2 separate regions of the Hordeum vulgare genome follow, and region 2 is linked to region 1. A link is a contact called in public Hi-C data. All regions are on one chromosome and are shown on one strand. Each heading gives the region's core, a stretch centred on a gene start, on an enhancer-like site or on the middle of the called end of the contact. The rest is flanking DNA. Distances are from core to core; before and after follow the strand shown.

Region 1 (7,351 bases), core at 1,885-4,384:
ATCAACTCTTTGAAAAATCTCTTCTCAATATCCTACCCAATCCCTTGGATATTCTAGGAAACACCTACAAATATTTGTAAAGATCAAGTTTTGTTTCTATGCCTTTTCCCTCCAACGAAAATAGTGTGCTTCACATATACCATCACTCGTGAGCCACGTTCCCTTTTTCCTACTAGAAACATATACGTTTCAATTGGAAAGAATAATCTTCTTTAATATGAGCATATGAATGATCATTATGAGAGCAGAGTTGAGAAATATTATCAACATCTGCTATGTCAATTGGATTTGGAGAGCCGGGTTCATGTACACTATTCCTTTGAACAATATTTCATATAAAAAATTCTTCCTCACTTGTTCCATCTTACTACTAATGTCAAAATTATGTTCAACCATTTCAATAGAACACCAAAGATCATTCCCGGCAAACCACGTTTATGTAAAATGGAAGGTTTCTACCATGATTGTTTTTTCTCAACAACTCCGTCCCTAGCCAAATCTTCCACTCTCATATCATATTCTCGGAGGACCATCACCATCCTTGTCTTGTCGACACCCCTCACGATCCTCCTGCAACCTAGCCATTTTAACCCAATGGGGCCATTGGTGTCGTTGCTGCCATTGTAGCAAACTGGTTCGAAACGAGCACCGTCATCTTCAGGTTTTGCATGGATGTTGTCAGCATGCGAATCTTCTTAAACAAGACCAACAATGTATTTAACCATCCAAAGTCTCTCTTTGACCATTTTTCCACGATAACAGTTTTGGCATTGCTTCTTGAATAGCGGGCTTCAATTCCAAACTCATCAATTTTCCATATCCTGCATCTTTTGTTCTCTCTCTCTTCAACATCTCTCAAAGTAGCATTCCCATACTCTCAACTAGTTTAGCTTTGTCATAAGATATGATCAAATAACCATTTTACTGCACCAGTTTACGGTCTGCTCAACCCTTTCATGCGTTGAAAGAGGGGCCTAATATTGGAACCAGTAAAAAATGTAGGACTTGTTAGTAGTTGAAACAACTACACCTGATTTGAATGAGTGGAGCGAGCAGGCACACAAGTACCCCTACACCACCGATGATCATTCAACAATGGATCGACACGGTGACACCGCCACCCGGTGGGTGGAACAAATGAAAGTACCGCCTCCGAGCACCGGAGGAGCACTCATTATTATTGCTCTCCTATTTACCAGTTGCGATTCTACTCCTGCAGCCGGACGGTCTACAATACAGAACACGGTCGTCTATACAACAATAAGGTAGAGTAGGAGTAGGAGTAGGGGTACATCCTTGTCTTGCGGAGACCCCTCGCGATCCACCTGAGGCCTAGCCATTTTAACTCTATATGGGCCCATTGGTGTTGTTAGTGCCGTTGTAGCCAACTCGTTCGAAATGACCACCGCCATCTTGAGGTTTTTCATGGATGTTGTGAGCATGCAAATCTTCATCAACAAGACTAGCAATGTATTTATCCATGAAAAGTCTCTCTATGACCATTTTTCAGCGGTAACCGTTTTGACATTTCTTGTTGAATACCAACCTTCAATTCCAAACTCATCAATTTTCCATATCTTGTTGAATACCAACCTTCAATTCCAAACTCATCAATTTTCCATATCTCGAATTTTTTTTGGTTCTCTCTCTCTCTCTTTTCAAGCAAATCTCAACTAGTTTAGCTTTTGTCATAAGATATGATGAAATAACCAGGTTACATCACTACTTTATACGGTGTGCTCAACCCTTTCTTCGGTTGAAAGAGGGGCCTAACATTGGAACCGGTAAAATGTAGAACTTGGTAGTAGTAAAAACAACAACCACACCTCACTTGAATGGCTGTTTGGATCTTAGGGTTAGAGTTAGAGTGGGTTAGATTTGAGCCATCTAACCTTCAAAGATCCAAACAAGTGGGTTAGAGTTGGTTAGATGCATCTAACCCACCAAAAACAATAACCCATCGAAGAGATGCTTTTTTGGGTTAGAGTAGGTGGGGTCCAGGGAAAGAGAGAGGTCCAAAGTAGCCAAATGATCGAGAAAAAATATTTATTGTCCATCTAACCCTTCAATCCAAAAACCTTTAGGCTGGTCATAGTGAGGAGCACTATCATAGATGACCTCATTTATTGACATGCATGACACATAATAGCATAGTATTTGACATGTTATGATATCTATCTATGTTACTCTAACCCTCTCTCTCGTCTTTAATTGTCTGCCACATCAGCATGTTTGCTAGTCCCAAGTACATGATACTACCTAAGTTACTCTCACTATGGCCAGCCTTAGAGTTAAAGTTGGTTTAGGTTAGTTCAAGGGTTAGAATCTAACTCTAGCTCTAACCAGGTTAGAGCATGGTTAATAGTACAACCAGCTGCTGGCTATATGATGTTGACACGTCATCTATAGCCAAGCTTATAGCCCGCAAGTATAATAGGTAGATGTAAATAAGTACTATTTTATTGATACAAGGCCCACCATTCTCTCTCACAAAATGCCTAGGAGCACGTGTTACAGCCGACTCTTAGTTTGTAGCCCGCTCCTCTTCTCTTTCTTCCAACTCATCACAAATATATTATTTTAAGTCTTACAATCCGTCTACATCAACCTATTGTATTTGCTCTTAGAGTATCCAAACAGGACCAATGAGTGGAGCGAGTAGGCACAACCACAGGCCCGGTGGGTGGAACAGATGGAAGCACCACCTCGGAACACCGTATAGGAGCCCTCATTATTACTGCTCTCCTATTTACCGTTTGCAATTCTACTCCTGCTAGTACTCCTGCACGGTCTACAATACACAATACGGTCGTCTATCTAGTACAACAAGAAGGTGGAGTAGGAGTAGGGGTACATGCCTCCCTGCCGTCCACCCATCCCGTCAATCCACTCCATCCATCCCCCACGCTACACACCCACCTCTGCGGTCTGCTGCTGCTGCTGCTGCTGCTGCATGACTGTGCCCGCCTCCCGCCTCTTCCGCTCTCCTTTTCACCTTTCCCCTTTCTTTAATCCACCACCCCCACCCCCCCTTTCCCCTCCCACGGAGAAGAACGAAAATATCCACGCACGCACGCAGAAATCGACGGAGTATTGATTTCTACTGCGCCCGCCCGCCCCTTTTCACGCGGACGGACGGACGGACGCCGTTGCAGTCCCGCTTGGCCTTGGCCGCTTCCCTCTCCCACCTTTTGTTTTGGCCACTACCACTACTAGTAGCAGCAGCCCCCCGCCCCCCGCCCCCCCGGCCATCCAGACCATCGACACACACCCATCCATCATTCATGGCCATTGCCGCCATGCCCCGCCGCGCCGCGCCGTCTCCCCCGCCCCGCCCCTAGCCACCCACCCGCCCGCCCGCCCCGCTTCATTAACCTCTTCGCCTGCGTCCATCCGTCTCCGACCGTCCACACCGCCTTGCGCTCCAGCTTCTCGCTGCCTCGGATGGCGGGGATCGACCTCAACACCGTGGAGGAGGACGAGGAGGAGTCGTCCGCTGAGCCGCTGCTCGCCGGGACCGGCTGCGGCGGGGACTGCTCCTCCCAGTCCCACTCCCACTCCCACTCGCAGACGCAGTCGGGCTACAACGGCCAGGCGAGCTCCCCCGTGGCGACGCCGCCGTCGCGGCCCAGCGCGGTGTGCCTCGAGCTCTGGCACGCCTGCGCGGGGCCGGTGGCACCCATGCCGCGCAAGGGCAGCGTCGTCGTCTACCTCCCGCAGGGCCACCTCGACCACCTCGGCGACGCGCCCGCGCACGCCGCGGCTTCGCCCGCCGCCGCCGTGCCGCCCCACGTCTTCTGCCGCGTCGTCGACGTCACGCTCCACGTAAGTGCCCCCCAGCCGCCTCCGTGCTTCAATGTGTCCGTCCGTCTGTCGCTCCCCTGCTCGATGGTATCTCCTTTCACCCGCGACCATGCCGCCGGGCTCACTCCGTTATTCGTTGGTTGGTTTTGCGCTTGCTCGCAGGCGGACGCGACCACGGACGAGGTGTACGCGCAGCTCTCCCTGCTCCCCGAGAACGAGGTGCGTGCCGGTGCTCCGAGGCCCGCAATGGCGGCTCTGTTCGGTTCGGTTTCCATGCGGCGTTTTGCTAACCGAGCCCCGGCTTGATCCGCAGGAGCTTGTCCGGCGGATGCGCGAGGCCACGGACGACGTGAGCGGCGGCGAGGACGGCGAGACCGTCAAGCAGCGCTTCGCGAGGATGCCGCACATGTTCTGCAAGACGCTCACCGCCTCCGACACCAGCACCCACGGCGGCTTCTCCGTGCCGCGCCGCGCCGCCGAGGACTGCTTCCCCCATCTGGTGCGCGCATTGGCCTGGCCCCGTCAACCCCTCTCTCCACTCATTTCTGCCATTGCGCTTTCAGTCAGCTTGTTTGCTCAAGCTCTCTGGTTTGGTTCCGGGAACGCAGGACTACAACCAGCAGCGGCCGTCTCAGGAGCTGGTCGCCAAGGATTTGCACGGCACCGAGTGGAAGTTCCGCCACATCTATCGAGGTACCACCACAGCTGAACAAACACATTCATGATTTTACCTTGGTTCGGTAGCAAGATACTTAGATATGGGCTGTGCACTTGGTACATTCCAACTCCTGCACACAGCATTCATTTTCCGGTTCTGAGTTGATGCCATGGCTGGACCAGCTATGGCTTTGAATCCTTTCATCTGGGATTTTGAGTGATCATACATCGATTTCGAGTTGATGCTGTGGCTGCACCAGCAAGCAAGCTTGAGTCCTTTCATTTGAGATTTTGAGTAATCATACATCGATTTTTGCGAGCGCGCTCACTTCTTCACTGAGCACCAGCACTCCTGGTTCTTACTGAGCACAACACTTTAAGTATTACAACTTTGCATCGTCTTTGCTCATCTTGGACCTGGATTTGTACTTATGTTTGACCACTTGGCCTTTTTGAAAGCCCATCTGAGCTTTTGCGTGATCATTGCTTATGATTGTACACTTCTGAAGTATGGCTTCAGTATTCTTGGCACTCCCTTATTTTGCTTTCTTGTGTTTCACCACATGCTCTCAGTACCTTGGAGGGTAGCTCTACAAATAGTACTACTACCATCACTTGGTAGAAATGCCAGCTGCATTATTCATTTGCTAGACAGCTTTTTTGCCGGGGAGTCTGGTCACTTTCGAGACATGCAAAGGACAACCATATCAAGTTAAGGGTGTCTTGATTGCTGATACATCCACATCTAACTGAATGTGATGCAGGCCAGCCGCGCAGGCACCTTCTAACCACCGGATGGAGTGCATTTGTCAACAAGAAGAAGCTTGTCTCCGGGGATGCTGTCCTCTTTCTGCGGTAGGCTAACATGATCATGCATCTAAGCAGCTCAAGATGTTGTTGGTCCATTTTAATCATTTTTCATCAACTCCCAGGGGCGACGATGGGGAGCTTAGACTGGGAGTACGCCGTGCGGTTCAGCTGAAAAATGGATCCGCTTTTCCGGCGCTATATAGCCAATGCTCGAACCTTGGTACACTAGCTAATGTCACACATGCTGTGTCTACAAAGAGCATGTTCCAGATCTTCTATAACCCCAGGTAATAATCAGCTTGCTTGTCATTTTATTAATGCCTTCGGAAGTTGATGCTTGTTTTTTTTTAAATTATACTACCGTGTCACTCTTAGAAAAATAGAATACCTTGTGCTTGCATAAGGTCTGATATACATGGAGGTTGTGGCTGGGCTAGAACTATTTAGTGGTGGACTGATGTGTATCTCAATGACACACAGTATCATTTTTTTGATGTTTTGATATTTAATGATTCTTGGCTACTTAAGTGTCTTTGCTGAAATTTCAAGGTTTAAACTTGAGTGGTGTCCCTTTTGACAATTGATTTTAAACTAGTTTTGCGACGCTGTTTTGAGTGCTAGTTCGCCTTCATGCTTTTTTTGTTCTTTGCCTTGTAAAATCATGTATTTGTGATGCTAAATTGATTTGAAAGTAGAATTGTAAATACTGCTATAGTACTTTGCTGCTACTCCATTTTTTTCGTGATGCAACGTACAGTAGTTCTGGTTTGATATTGTTTCTTAAATAATTGACAGGTTAAGTCAATCTGAATTCATCGTACCCTACTGGAAGTTTACCAAAAGCATCAGTCAACCATTTTCTGTTGGCTGGAGGTTCAAAATGAGATATGAAAGTGAGGATGCTGCTGAAAGAAGGTTTGTTGCTGCAACTGCCCTACTAATAACTCGTATTATCTGAACTGAATTCAGCTGGTTTACTAATGTATGGGATTATCCTACAGGTACACAGGGATAATTACTGGAACTGTTGATGCAGACCCTAGGTGGCGTGGTTCAAAATGGAAATGCCTGCTGGTATGCCGTAATTTAATGTCTCTCACAGTAGTTGTTCACCGTATATGCTTCGTTTGGAATTTTGCAGTACACCTTTCTGTTTTGTACTGTCAAAGTAACACTGCAACTTAACCACCAACTAGTTATGATGCAACTTAACCACACACTAGGTGCAAAAGCGTACCAGAATTCCTCCCCTATTATTCTGGCGACAGCTAGTGATTAATGTATTTAATGGTGAGGGTACACAACTGGACATATTGATTACCTTCTAAGCGAACGGGAACTCATTTAGTAGAAAGCAGTGGCTGATCAAATGTTGTAACAGATGCAATATGAATTGAATGTCTATTGATTTTATCTAATCTAGACACCCATTGTAACTTATGCTGTTATGAGTGCAATACGAATGCCCCTACAGCCAAAAGTAGCACGCCTTGCCGAGGACGCTTTTTTTACCTTCTTGATTTTATCCATTGAGTGCATTGTGATGTTTGCTTTGTGTATTTATGTTTCTGTCTTGACGTGCCCTTATTGCTTAGACACTGTATTATACAACAAGAAGAAGCAAACATGGACATGTTGATGTGCGATTTGGTTTAAAATGTGCTGTCAAGAAGCCGTCTCACATTATTTTATACTGATGTCAGGTTTTGTCTGAAGTGTATAAAGATTTCCAAATTACTGAATCCAAATTGGCTTTCTAAGATATTACATTAGCATTACTTTTATGAAAGAAACCAAAGTCATTAAGTTATGATTGTGGAACTCAGAAGTCATAATAATTTAGTACTTTCTCCATCCCAAAATAAGTGATGTTGGTCTAGTACAAAATTTGTACCACTTTAGTATTAAATCTCCGACAATTATTTTGGGACGGAGGGAGTATTAAGTAATTTAATCAAGGAACCAGAAATGGTTCTGCAAGACTTTTAAGTGTTGTATTCGTAATTCCTTAACAGTAAAGTCTGCTTTGTTTCACACGGACAATTGCACTCTCTGCAAAGTTAGGTCACATTTAACATCA
Region 2 (7,351 bases), core at 1,742-4,241, 150 kb after region 1:
AACTTCAAAAATAAAAAAATGGTGAAAATTATCTATTTGATTGGTTGAGGAGGGAGAAATTAAGGGTGGTAGTGGTGAGTAATTTTTCCTCAACTCCAGCTTCTAGAGTTTTTTGAAACACCCTCTGAAGAGGTTCATAAAAACTTTCTAGTTTTTCTACGGAGCGGCATATCATGAAACCATCAAGTTTGGCTTGTCTTTTTGAAGCAAAGCTGAATTTAAAAGAGCATGGCAGTCCCAAACAGGCGCTGCCCTAAGTATGCTGATCAATCCAACTCAAAAAATAAAGTATGATTGTCAATGGTTTTTTTTAATGGAAATATATGATGGTCAGTGCTCATCTTCTTCGTCCAAGACTCCAAGGCTCAAAATTTACAGGCCGTGGAGCACGGCCCTTTAGAAGGCCGAAAGGGGATAACAAGCCCTAGAATGAAAGACCGGAATGAAGAAAAGACCAAAAGCAAAGTCATGGAGCCACATCCCCGGATTCCACACACGACGACATGGAGATCACGAGTGCGACCTGATAACAGAGTACCAACACCTATCATCATCCCTACCTAAAGAATACTGAGCATCCGACACGATCCATTTCCCCCGAACACCTATCACTCGTCATCGTCGTCGTCCATCGGGTCCTCGTCCTCATCATGGTCCGAGATATCCTCTATCTCGGAGGCGTTTGGAGCGTCCGGGCCCGACGCTCGCTGCTCCTCAATCTCCATGCGAAGGAAGGTGTCGCAGCTGATCTTCGCCGCTTGTAGTACCGCCGGGCAGCCTGGTTGAGCAGATGAACTGAAGCTGAGGACGGCCTCATGAAACAAAGGAACAAGGGGGTGCGGGGAACTACTGTGTATACCTGCAACGGGGCAATTCGGAGCTTGGTTCGCCCGGATGTACCTCAGGATTGGATCCCTGTCATAGATGTGCCTGCAATCGGTGCTGCAGAGGGAAAGTTAACATCATCATGTCAGTATTTCTGAAATTGAACTTTTGCGCATAATTTAGCTGCTGTGATTTCTAGCGTTTCTGAAAACAAAGGTTCTTTTTTTGAGGGTGAAAACAAAGGATCTGTTAACAGAAGGAAAAAAGCTTTTCTTATAGCACCCCGATCCTAGACAATGGGGAAACAAATCTATTTGCAATTTAGCACACAGATATTTTAGCTGTCTGCACTCTCTAGCATTTTTGTTATTTCATCAAGTGGTGAAACCCCTTACTTGAGCAAATAAATAAAAATTAATAGTTAGTTGTTTTGACCGACACCAACTCCAGTGGTTCGATTCACAGTTGCAAACTAGTTCTACTGACACACAGGATTAAGACCAAGCTTTTCATATACCATGCGGATCCTACACAGTGGGCCTACAGATCTATTTGGAATTCAACATCCGCAGATATTTGGCTGCGTGCATTTTATAGCATTTTTTGCATACTTCGTCCAGTGGTGAAGCCCCTTGCTTGAGCAAATAAATCAAAATTAATAGTTAGTGGTTTGATAGGATACCAATTCCAGTTGTTCGATTTACAGTTGCCAACTAGTTCTACTGACACACAGGATTAAGAGCAAGCTTTTCATATAGGATGCAGATCCTACACAGTGAGGCTACAAATTCTAATAATTTACTATAGTATGCACATAAAAAACAAGGACAACCAAATCTGGTGGTTTCAAAGATACTGAAACGGTATTTAGAGGCAAATACAAACATAAGTAGAAGTGCACTATGAGGTATTGAATTGTGCCTACAAACTTTGCTCCTTTTTCAGTTTGAAAACAAAACTTCAATCAGTTTTTATTTGGTGGGTGTTCTTTCAACAAACATTTACAGTAACGAGTGGTGCTCAAGCATGTTCACAGACAACACAAATTTCATAGTAGAGTATGAAAATAAAACCAGGCACTGACTGCTTACCAGCGAACTGGATTTTCCAACTCAACTATAGGCTTCAAAGTCAATGGGCAATGCATATTTAGGATGCAGTTCTGGGTGCTAGTCATAACAAGTTCCTCTTGTTCATCACCAGGCATCGGTTGACCTGCATGGTGAACCTCCTGGCAGAGACAGAACACAAGCACACAAAAGGTCAGGCACTTCGAAATCATGCACAAACAGACACATTCCTTGCCATTAGTATCCCAACAAAAGTTAAACAACTTTTGCGCGCAGCTCTGGGCAATACATCAGCACCTGGCAAATGCACCTACAGCACACAATTGCAGATAATCTTCACGACAATCAGAAATAAGAGTCTCTGAATCGCATACCCAAACAGCCTCTTTGAACTGCCGTATGAGCTGATCCTTGTGTCCCGACGACCGCGAGGTCCCCTTGACCTTGGCAACCTCCCCCTCGATGAGCTTTCTGAAATCCGTCGCCTTCCCAAACCAACAAACAGAGTGCAGACAGTTAGCCCAAATTTGCCCCCAATCCGAACGCCCCCACCACACAGAAGCGCCACGGCCCGCACCTGGTCAGACGGCTGGTACGCGCCGGGCACCTGCTTGACCGCCTCGGCGAGGTACGCGCACTCCTCGTACGAGGCCACGAGCTCCTGCACCGCGTCCTCGAGCTGCTTCACCTGCAGAAATCCACGCGGTTCGGGGGGGTCAGGGGTTTCGAGGGGAGGCGGGATTCGGGGGCTAATGGGGAGCGGCGGCGTGCCTTGTCGGACTTGCCGGCCCTCTCGTACTCCACGGCGAGGGCCTTCATGGAGCTGAGCGCCTTGCGCATGTCCTGCGGGTTTGGGAATTTTGGCAGGGGTTAGGGTTTTGCGGGATGAAATCGGAGGGAGGATTGATTGGTGGGGGAGACTGGAGAGGTGGGCGGGGAGAGGAGTTGTTACCAAGACGAGGGTTTGGGCCTCCGCCGAGGTGGCGTCGGCCGCGGTGGCGAGCTTCGTCGCCGCCGACGACATCTCCGGCGAACTCCCGCGGTTCCCCTTTTTTTTCTCCGCGGGGGAATGGAGGGAAGCTGGACTGCTGGAAAACCTATTTGACGCTCTTTGCGTCAAATAGTCGGGCAAACGCACAGTGCGAGATCAACTGGACAGCCCCATCTCCCTCTGCAGGCTGTTTCGTTTTTTGCTTTATTTTGTCCTTTTAACTGTTTCGTTTTTCTGCTTTTTCTTTTCGTTTTTCTGTTTCTGTTTCAATTTTTTTTATTTTTTCTATGTTTATTTTCAAAAAAACTAAGTTCATGTTTGAAAATTATTTTTGAAATTCAGAAAATATTGTTGCTTTTATAAAAGTGTTCTAAATTTCAAATAAATGTCGTGTACCAAAAACATTCATAACTTCAAAAAATGTTCGGGATTTTACAAAAATGTTCAACATTTTCAACAAATGTTCGTGATTTTAGAAAAATGTTCCTTTTTTACAAAATGCCATTTACCGGGGCTTCCATTCAAAGCTTATCACATTTCTCCTTCCGACTTTCCAGCACCGGGCAGGTGTCAGACTCTATACATCGTGTTACCACTTAGCAGAGTCCTCTGTTTTTAATAAACAGTCGCTACCCCCTGGTATGTGCCGCTTAATTTTGCTTTTCCGTTTTTCATTGCTTTAATTCGTAACAGGTTTTCCTTTTTTTTCAAAATGTGTTTATTTTTCAAAAATGTTCGTCTTTCAAAAATTGCTCTCATAGTAGAAAAACTGCAGGTAATTAAAAAAATGTTTTTTCATAAATTGAACAGAGTTTACAAAAAATGTTCTTGCTTTCAAATTTTTATAAAATATGTTCCTGTTTTACGAAAAATGTTTCTCTTTTATAATTTTTGTTCACAAATTGTAAAAAAATTCAAATTTTGTTCACCAATTCTTAAAACGTTCATGATTTGAAAATGTTGATTATTTTCTGAAATATATTTACCTTTTAAAAAATGTATGTAAGTTCAAACTGTGTATGTAAGTTGAAAAATGTTCACGCTTTAAAATTTATTTACAGATTTTTTAAAATGTTCCTTTTTCATAAAGTTGTCACAATTTTCAAAAAAATGTTCTTGCTTTCACATTTTATAAAAAATGTTATTGTTATACGATGAAACAAAGCCCCTATTATGTCCCCCAGATTTGCACATTCTTCATCCCGTTTTGCCATTGTGCATTAAGTAATCCAACGTTTGTGGAGGAAGCTGCAATGCACCACATGTTAGCTTATAGGCCAGATTTGGGTCCTACATTCTTCACTACCTTAACTACTATATTTGTTGAGGTGAAGGTCTTACTTAGTAGGCAAATTCGAGCTGTTGTTGTCTCTCTTTTAAAATCTGTTCACAAATTGAGAAAATGTTTCAGTTTTTTTCACCAATTCTAAAAAAAATCATGACTTGAAAATGTTTTGGAACTTTCAAAATTGTTCTACTTTTCCTAAAAAATGTTTGCTTTTTCAAAAAGTGTACGCCAGTTCAAAAAATGCCCGTGTTTCATAAAGTGTAAATAAGTTGGAAAAAAAATCCGCTTCAAAAATTGTTTACATATTTCAAAAAATGATATTTTTCCATAAATTGGTCAAATTTTAAAACAAATGTTCTTGTTTTGACACTTTTACAAAAAAATCTTATTTTAAATAAAATGTTTCGCTTTTTCAAAATTTTCCTCACCAATTAAAAAGTTGTTCAAATTTTGTTCACCAATTCTAAAAATTTTCATAATTTAAAAATGTTTAGGAGTTTTATAAAATCTTCTTCATTTTCTAAAATATGTTTCCCATTTTAAAAAATGTCCGTAAGTTCGAAAAATTTTCATGTTTCAAAAAGTATACATAAGTAGAAAAAATGTTTTTGCTTCAAAAATTGTTTACAAATATTTAGAAAAGTAGTTTTTTTTAAATGTTGTATGCTTTCAAATGCTCCTGTTTTCAAATTTCTTGTTTTTTTGAAAATTCTTCAAAAAAATTTAAAAAAATCATCTATAATTTTTATCTGAAAATACAACAGTTGATTAAGTTTGAGAAACTCAAAAAAAATCAAAACATAAAACCTTTTAGGAAAAAGAGAAAGAGAAACACAAATGAAAATAAAGAATAAGACAAAAAAGCAAAACAAATAAATAAAAAGAAAAAAAAACGAGCTGGTTACCTGGGCCAGCCTAGTTGCCTTGCTTGCGGCGGCGACCTAGTGGCTTGCCTATGCGAAGGTACCCTATCGGACGCAAAATGCGTCCAATAGTAGGTTCCGGATTGCTAAATCTTGTAGACCATGGCATGTATACGCAGTCGTGGCCAAACGGGCCAGCCTGGCACGACACGGTGTGCCCAGATCACTGGTAGAAAACAGGGCTATCGTTCGGCCCTGGCCAGCCCATTAGTCCCGGTTCTTGAAGAACCGGGACCAATGGGGGTATAAGACCCGGTTCGTGAGCCCAGGGGGCCGGCGGGGGCCTCGTGGGCATTGGTCCCGGTTCGTGTAGAACCATTTGTCCCGGTTCGAGCCACGAACCGGGACCAATGGTCCTCGCTGCTGGCCCACAACCATTGGTCCCGGTTCGTGGCATGAACCGGGACAGAAGGGGTGGCTTTAGTCTCGGTTCATGCCACGAACCGGTACAAATAAGTTGCCTATATATACCCATCGTCGCGGCAGAGCACTCTGTTTTTTTTTACCGGCGAGGGGAGGGCATTTTGGTGCTCTAGCTCACCTCCTATGCACATGAGGTGTTCGATGAAATGCCCGAGCCACAGTAGTTAAGCTTTCTCCTCTCGAAGCTCGACCTAGGAGCTTCATTTTTCCCGAGATTTGTCTAGATTTAGGGGTCCGTCACGCCCCGTCCCCGTTTTCACCGTCGTTGATCGCCCGCGCCGATCTCGTCGCCGGCACCACCGTGGTGAGCCTCTTGTTCTTATCTTCTTTATGATACTTGTCTGATTTTCTTACTTTAGATAGATATTTGTCTGATTTTCTTAATTTTGACACACATAATTATATGTAATGCACGCGGATGAACCGGCAATGGATGTATGGTGACAAACACACCTCCGAGTACATTAAGGGCGTGCATATTTTTCTCCAAGTGGCTCAGGCAAACAAGCAGAATGGTTTTATGTGTTGCCCATGCAGTAAATGTGGGAATACGAAGTCTTACTCTGACCGAAAAATCCTTCACACCCACCTGCTTTACAAGGGTTTCATGCCACACTATAATGTTTGGACGAGGCACAGAGAAATAGGGGAAGAAGAGGACGATGAGAACTATGTGCTCCCTGAATACGGTGATGCTGCAACGGGGGGAGCTGCTGAAGATCAAGAGGAACCAGACGATGTGCCCGATGATGCTGCAACAGGGGAAGCTGTTGAAGATCAAGAGAAACCAGACAATGTGCCCGATGATGATCTCCGCCGGGTCATTGTCGATGCAAGGACGCAATGCGAAAGTCAAAAGGAGAAGCTGAAGTTCGATCGCATGTTAGAGGATCACAAAAAAAGTTGTACCCCAATTGTGAAGATGGCAACACAAAGCTGGGTACCGTACTGGAATTGCTGCAGTGGAAGGCAGAGAATGCTGTGCGTGACAAAGGATTTGAGAAGCTACTGAAAATATTGAAGAAGAAGCTTCCAAAGGATAATGAATTGCCCGACAGTACGTACGCAATAAAGAAGGTCGTATGCCCTCTAGGATTGGAGGTGCAGAAGATACATGCATGCCCTAATGACTGCATCCTCTACCGCGGTGCGTACGAGGATTTGAACGCATGCCCGGTATGCGGTGCATTGCGGTATAAGATCAGACGAGATGACCCTGGTGATGTTGACGGCGAGCCCCGCACGAAGAGAGTTCCTGCGAAGGTGATGTGGTATGCTTCTATAATACCACGGTTGAAACGACTGTTCAGAAACAAAGAGCATGCCAAGTTGATGCGATGGCAGAGTGAGGACCGTAAGAAAGACGGGAAGTTGAGAGCACCCGCTGACGGGTCGCGGTGGAGAAAAATCGAGAGAGAGTACTGGGCTGAGTTTGCACGTGACCCAAGGAACGCATGGTTTGGTTTAAGCGCGGATGGCATTAATCATTTCGGGGAACAGAGCAGCAATCACAGCACCTGGCCCGTGACTCTATGTATGTATAACCTTCCTCCTTGGATGTGCATGAAGCGGAAGTTCATTATGATGCCAGTTCTCATCCAAGGCCCTAAGCAACCCGGCAACGACATTGATGTGTACCTAAGGTCATTAGTTGAAGAACTTTTACTGTTGTGGAATGGAAACGGTGTACGTGCGTGGGATGAGCACAAACAGGAGGAATTTAACCTGCACGCGTTGCTGTTTGTAACCATCAACAATTGGCCCGCTCTCAGTAACCTTTCAGGACAGACAAACAAGGGATACCACGCATGCACGCACTGTTTAGCTGACA

What was found. A called contact is a pair of places that touch in the nucleus more often than the background predicts.
Region 2: a Hi-C map of leaf shows a contact between it and region 1, with 2.2 times the contacts expected there. The contact joins the promoter of LOC123419534 here to the promoter of LOC123450253 in region 1. A contact is called at or near these places in 3 of 6 Hi-C or Micro-C datasets (leaf and seedling).

The regions. Positions count from the first base shown.
Region 1 is chr1H:499,868,276-499,875,626 of MorexV3_pseudomolecules_assembly, forward strand. It overlaps LOC123450253 (auxin response factor 15-like), which reads left to right and starts at 3,135. Exons shown (of 11, transcript XM_045127602.1): 1 at 3,135-3,825; 2 at 3,967-4,023; 3 at 4,118-4,303; 4 at 4,413-4,497; 5 at 5,226-5,316; 6 at 5,394-5,558; 7 at 6,067-6,186; 8 at 6,273-6,345. The coding sequence starts at 3,445.
Region 2 is chr1H:500,021,212-500,028,562 of MorexV3_pseudomolecules_assembly, forward strand. LOC123419534 (E3 SUMO-protein ligase MMS21) reads right to left here and starts at 2,992. Exons shown (of 7, transcript XM_045107179.1): 1 at 2,848-2,992; 2 at 2,667-2,738; 3 at 2,473-2,583; 4 at 2,270-2,380; 5 at 1,917-2,056; 6 at 860-942; 7 at 285-778. The coding sequence starts at 2,919. The coding sequence ends at 609.